Regions from separate parts of the Mus musculus genome. Here region 1 is linked to region 2. The links are chromatin contacts, called in public Hi-C maps. All regions are on one chromosome and are shown on one strand. Each heading gives the region's core, a stretch centred on a gene start, on an enhancer-like site or on the middle of the called end of the contact. The rest is flanking DNA. Distances are from core to core; before and after follow the strand shown. Region 1 holds the start of Gprin3 (GPRIN family member 3). Region 2 has its middle 66 kb from the start of Tigd2.

Region 1 (3,011 bases), core at 13-2,512, 150 kb before region 2:
GTTCTGTTTACAAATCAGTATGAGCCCTTACTTTGAGCTCTTTGGTTAAGAGGCAAAGAACCTGGAAACAGCTCTTACACTCCAGCCGCTCCTCTGAGAAAGCTATTTCAGGGATGACCTAGGGCTACTGGCAACCTTTTCATTTCTTTCTTCCTTCAACCAAAGGGAACCTTGAGAACTGCTTCCCACTTCTTTGCTAAAGAGAGAATATATAACTTCTGAAAATCTGTCTTAATCCACCTTTAGGAAGTAGCTACAACCAACACCAAAGAAACATATTTAAACTCCCTGGCCTAAGGACTGAGACTGTTCAGCACGACCTGGGTGGGAATCTGTTAAAAACAAACAAGCAAGCAAACAAACAAACAAAAACTCTGATCCTTGGGCTCTGATACAAACATCATCTCAACAGAATCCCTAGGTAAGCCCTGAGTTGTAGCTGAAAGATGATATCTCTGAGAGGTTTGAATGCCAGCCAGGCTGCTTACTACCCCACTCTCAAGCAGTTTCTAAAAAAAAGGAGTAACACCCCCTTAATAAGTAGTTGTGTGAATTATAGCTGCAATTTTTGCAAACAAATACTCAGTTATAATAGTTCTTGTGGTGTTGTTTAGCACCATCTACAGCAGCTCAGTAGACTTCACAGTGTTGCAGCAGCAGCTCAAAGGGGCTGTCTCCAAAGCCATCTACACTCTTGGAGTTAGTAATGCAGGAGAGGGACCGGAACATTTTGCAGTGACAACTCTAAATACTTAATACATTGTCCATTTCACAACATAGTAAACGCCTGTTGTCTGCTTGCTTTCATATCATTGCACAAGACTTTGTGAGGAGCCACCTACTCTATACAGAGACAGAGTGAATAGTGAATTGCTAGAGGGAGTGAGGGCCAGACTTCCTGCTGAGTCTCTCTGGGTCCCCAGCCCTTTTCCCTAATCTCCATCTTAACTTTCCATCTGTCACTGGTTCCCTTGCACCAGAGGCACAGTCAGCCAGTCCCCTAAGCTCCCCCAGGGCGCTAGGCTCCCTGAGCTGTGGGCCTCGAGGGCTGGCTGGGTAGGAGCTCGCAGGGAGGCTGCTGCCTGTCTGGGTGCAGGCGGGACTCAGCCACTGGGGCCTGGTCACAGCGGAGGGGCGCGCCTAGCTGGCGTGGATCTGCCCGCACGTGAACTCCACCTCCTTGCTGGCTCACCGCCCAGCGTAGAAGCTGCTGGTCTCCGCCCCGCTGCAGCGCCGCCTCAGCTCTTGGCATAGTAATCTCAGTTCCTGATCGCGCAGAGCTGGCTCCTGGCTGCAGGGGACTGCTCAAGTCACCCAGCAGCAGTGTGGCAGAGCCAGGGCTGGGAATCGACTAGAAGCCCAGCACCGCGCAGACAGCGGCCCAGCGGGGGACACCCCACCGGAGCAGGTAAGCCCGGAAAGGAGCCGCCCCCGCGGCCACCTGGCCCAGTGGCCAGCCTTGGAGACCGGAGCCTGGCAATGTCCCTGTGCTGGTGAAGGAGGAATTAGGTCCCACATTTGTTCGTGGATCTTTTGCCTGTTGCTTATGGTCCCCAGCCGCTGCTGCCACCCTGCTCCTCAGGAGGGGCTGTGCGCCCTGCAGGTGATGTATATCTCTGCAAGGTTATTACTCCCTTAAGCTCTGACCCAAAGGTAAAAAGAAAAAAAAGAGAAGCCGCTTGCTGCTTCTGAGCTAGAAATCCTAATCAGTAAGATATGCACACAACGAATACTCGAAGAAGGGTGTGTGTGTGTGATTGCCTTCTTTATTATTTTCCTATGATTATTTGCTGTAAGGTAAAAACTTAGTCGTATTCAATATGCTCGATTATATGTGTGTATGTGTGTGTATTTATTAATACATTTGCATGTATATTTCTTCATGAGGTCGGAAGGGAGAGACGAGGAAGGTCGACTGAGGATGATAAAGGGAAGTCATTGTAGAGCATGTTCAGTGTCTAGAGGTGAACTTTGGAACCACATTCAATCATGGTAGCAAGTAGAAGTGGTAAACCTGTCTCCGGGTACATTATGACAAAGGCCTGACATGTTCTTCTAGTACACAGCAACAGGGAAGTGGAAAGAGGAGTCTTAGACACTGGAAAGTAGATTGAGGTGGAGGAAAGGCAGCCTAGGCACATCAGAGTTCAAGGGCTTTTGAAGGGGTGTTAAGCGAGGTCACTGGTTGCATGTAGGCAGTTCAAGGTTGGGATGATGTGAGAGCAGCTGAGTAGGTGGGGGAAAGGCAAAAGCCTAGAGGGGTTGGGAAAGAAAGGAGCTTTAGCTAGCCATCCAGCTGGGAACCACCTTTCTGAAGGTGTTTGCTGCCTTCCTTCCGTTTTCACAACAGTTTTGTTCGAGATCCGTAGGTCCATGTTTTCATTTTATTTATTTATATTTTTTTCATGGAATCTGGGTCATGACAGGACTGGAAGAAACTGAAGTGTTTACACCACCAGAAAGATTTGGAGAGAGAGTGATTAAGGCTTAGCTTCATGAAATATTTACACAGCTCTTGCGTGGGCTTTTGTTTGCTCTTGTTGGCACTTCTGCATATTTTACCTTGATAATGCTTTGAGCATACCTCTCCTGAATGAGCCTATTTTTTTCGTTATAAACTATTCTTTTCTTCCCATGGTGTTCACCATAGGCCTGCCCTGAGAAACAGTGGTGGGAATAGAGATAATGAGTCACAGGGCAAAGAAGTCTTCTCTATTGCTCTCCTCCAATGGACAGAGTATTCATAGATAATGTTCTCTGACAAAGAGTCACAGAGAATGTGTTTGGTTTCGGTCGAGTCTGTGTGCCCCATGGGTGTGTGCATGTGTTTAGTGGAACAACTGTATTGATTGTAAACAGGAAAACAACGTATCAATCATCACTCCTATCACCAGACAGGATGTTCAGTCATTAAAAGGAGTTCCAGAAACATACCAGGGACTCAAGGAGACACAGCAAATGAGGATCTGCTGTGATGTGCCAAGACCTAATCACCAAGTACTGTTGTGGAC
Region 2 (3,064 bases), core at 419-2,918:
CTAGTCTCACAAGAGACTATATCAGGGTCCTTTCAGCCAAATCTTGCTAGTGTATGTAATGGTGTCAGCGTTTGGAGGCTGATCTCTAGTTAGTCCATCCTTTTGTCTCAGCTCCAAACTTTGTAACTTCTTCCATGGGTGTTTTGTTCCCAATTCTAAGAAGGTGCAAAGTATCCACACTTTGGTCTTCGTTCTTCTTGAGTTTCATGTGTTTTGCAAATTGTAACTTACATCTTGGGTATTCTAAGTTTCTGGGCTAATATCCACTTATCAGTGAGTACATATCATTTGAATTCTTTTGTGATTGGGTTACCTCACTCAGGATGATGCCCTCCAGGTCCACCCATTTGCCTAGGAATTTCATAAATTCATTCTTTTTAATAGCTGAGTAGTACTCCATTGTGTAGATGTACCACATTTCTGTATCCATTCCTCTGTTGAGGGGCATCTAGGTTCTTTCCAGCTTCTGGCTATTATAAATAGGGCTGCTATGAACATAGTGGAGCATGTTTCTTTCTTACTAGTTGGAACATCTTCTGGATATATGCCCAGGAGAGGTGTTGCGGGATCGTCTGGTAGTACCATGTCCAATTTTCTGAGGAACCGCCAGACTGATTTCCAAAGTGGTTGTACAAGCTTGCAATCCCACCAACAATGGAGGAGTGTTCCTCTTTCTCCACATCCTCACCAGCATCTGCTGTCACGATTTCTAATGTCATTCTAAAAAGCATACATACTAACCAGAAATAGAATTTGGCAGTCAGGAGCTTAGAGCCAATTCCCTGTGACTAGACTTGCTAAAGCCCCACAGTATTTTCTAAGAGGCTCTTATCAGAAAAGATATCAGCACAAGCTGCCTTTGAATAAATATATGTGATTTCAAAAATATTCAAATATGTTCTTTGATTAAGATGCATATGATCATTTTACATAATTGTACCTTCACTAGAGTGGACACTGTTCTAATGTTGATAGTTTACACATCACAACAAACCAATTTGATAAATACGGTTTCGTGATCTATGGTTCCTAAATGAACTAAGTGAGCTGCTGAGTAAAAATGAGCTCCCCAAAGTTCAAAAATAGAGGAGATTTAATGCAGGAATCCAAGCCCCAAGCCAAGGTCATTCAACCAAAGTTCATGTTGATGACCTCTTCATTTCGTACATTACAGATACAACATGCAATTTATATCATTTAGTGTGTGTTAAGTAATATGCTAGCCTTTGTATATGGTTGATGCAATTTTCCTCCCCTCAACACAGTAAGGTATTTTACTAATGAGGAAACAGGCTCAAAGAGACAGATGTTTGTTCATAGCTGCAATGCCAGTGAGTGAAAGATTAGAATTTTATTCTGGATCTGAGTACCTGCCAAGTCCACAGTGTAAGAACCCCACCAGAGAAGGATTCTGCTAATCTTTAAAAGGGAATAAGAAATGCTTTGACCATACATAACAGGGAAGAATAAATGCTCAAACTTTAGGCTAATCATGCTTTTACGATGTTCTTACTGTCAGCTTTGATAAAGTAACTCTAAGGCAGACAGGACAAAGAGAGGATGGAAGCTCCAGCAACTCCTCTCACTAGAGGTAAAAGGCTTTGCTAAAAAACAGAGAGGTGCTACCCACTCCCGGCTCTAGCTTTGTTTCAGATTATCATGACACATTTTAAGAATAGAACATCCCTATTCATGTAGCACATATATCTGAGACTGAGACGTGTGCATGCCACCCTCCTTTGCAGGCAATCTTTGAATATATTTTCATTGCTTGAAATATCACTTTATCCATGTTTGTAGAACTATATTCAGTAATTGGAGCAAAAACTGTTTACATATTGTCTTAGTCAGGGTTTCTATTCCTGCACAAACATCATGACCAAGAAGCAAGTTGGGGAAGAAAGGGTTTATTCAGCTTACATTTCCACACTGCTGTTATCACCAAAGAAAGTCAGGACTGGAACTCAAGCAGGTCAGGAAGCAGGAGCTGATGCAGAGGCCATGGAGGGGTGTTTCTTATTGGCTTGCTTCCCCTGGCTTGCTCAGCCTGCTCTCTTATAGGACCCAAGACTACCATCCCCCAGATGGTTCCACCCACAAAGGGCCTTTCCCCCTTGATCACTAATTGAGAAAATGCCTTACAGCTGGATCTCATGGAGGCATTTCCTCAACTGAAGCTCCTTTCTCTGTGATAACTCCAGCCTGTGTCAAGTTGACACAAAACTAGCCAGTACACACATATACTCTTTCCTGATTTCTAATGTATTATCCTGGATTTTTTTTTTAAATTCATTTATAAGCCAGGCAGTAGTGGCACATGCCTTTAATCTCTGTTTTAAAGACAGAGAGGTAGGCAGATCTCTAAATGTGAGGCCAGCCTATTCTACAGAGTGACTTCCAGGGTTATACAAAGAGACCCTGTCTTGAAAAACAAAAATGCAAAAAACAAAATAACAAAAAAATTCATTTATAATATTTTTTTCTCTTTAGGATTCTACTTAATTTGGATTTTAAAAGATGTGACTCTTAAACAAAGCCTAAACCCTTTATTTTTATATTTGAGTTTAAGTTTAAGCAAAAAAAATAAATAATAAAAATAAAAAAGGAGTTTTTGTCTTGAGACAGTTACCTTTCTCTCACATTCACTGTGTGACCCGAGTTCATTTAGGACCCTTTCAAGCATATTCAAGTCCCTCTGTAAATCTGAGGTTGTGTTCTCTTTGTGGCAAATTGTTCTCTCCCTAGAAGACTAGAGACTCACCACCATCCACCATTGAGGGAGCTGAAGGTTAAGTTTGAGTTCCCAAGAACACCAAAAAGAGACTAGAGGAAGAAAGGTTGAACAATACTTCCAGTGAATCCAGAGTTCCACTGAAGAAATGTACACCTTATAAGACAAGGAGGCTGAGCTAGGAAAAATACAGAGAGCTAAACATCTCAAGTCTTTGTCAAGACATGTAGAGGTAGGTGTGAAAATGGCTGTCTGGCCAGCATGTAAGCCTTGAGTGCTTTTTCTCCTCTGGCTAAATGATAATGAGAAGGCTAGTAACACTCTAGCTCGATT

The links. Hi-C and Micro-C count contacts between places; a contact is called where the count stands out from the background.
Region 1: a Hi-C map of cortical neurons shows a contact between it and region 2, with 1.9 times the contacts expected there. The contact joins the promoter of Gprin3 here to the enhancer-like site in region 2. A contact is called at or near these places in 5 of 39 promoter capture datasets (the 3T3-L1 cell line, embryonic stem cells, liver and 1 more), 5 of 484 Hi-C or Micro-C datasets (Sertoli cells, cerebral cortex and cortical neurons), 5 of 115 datasets of contacts at active chromatin or transcription factors (the 230-238 cell line, CD8 T cells, embryonic stem cells and 2 more) and 2 of 9 other capture datasets (embryonic stem cells and liver).

Annotation. Positions count from the first base shown.
Region 1 is chr6:59,424,557-59,427,567 of GRCm38.p6, reverse strand. Gprin3 (GPRIN family member 3) reads left to right here and starts at 1,262. Exons shown (of 2, transcript NM_183183.3): 1 at 1,262-1,408.
Region 2 is chr6:59,272,930-59,275,993 of GRCm38.p6, reverse strand. No RefSeq gene overlaps it. Among named protein-coding and RNA genes, the nearest start is that of Tigd2, 66 kb to the right of the region's middle. Within about 2 kb of position 1,668, at least 4 of the 459 cell types and tissues checked have an H3K27ac peak or open chromatin away from gene starts, as enhancers often do. A contact at or near this core is called in cortical neurons, where this site is marked.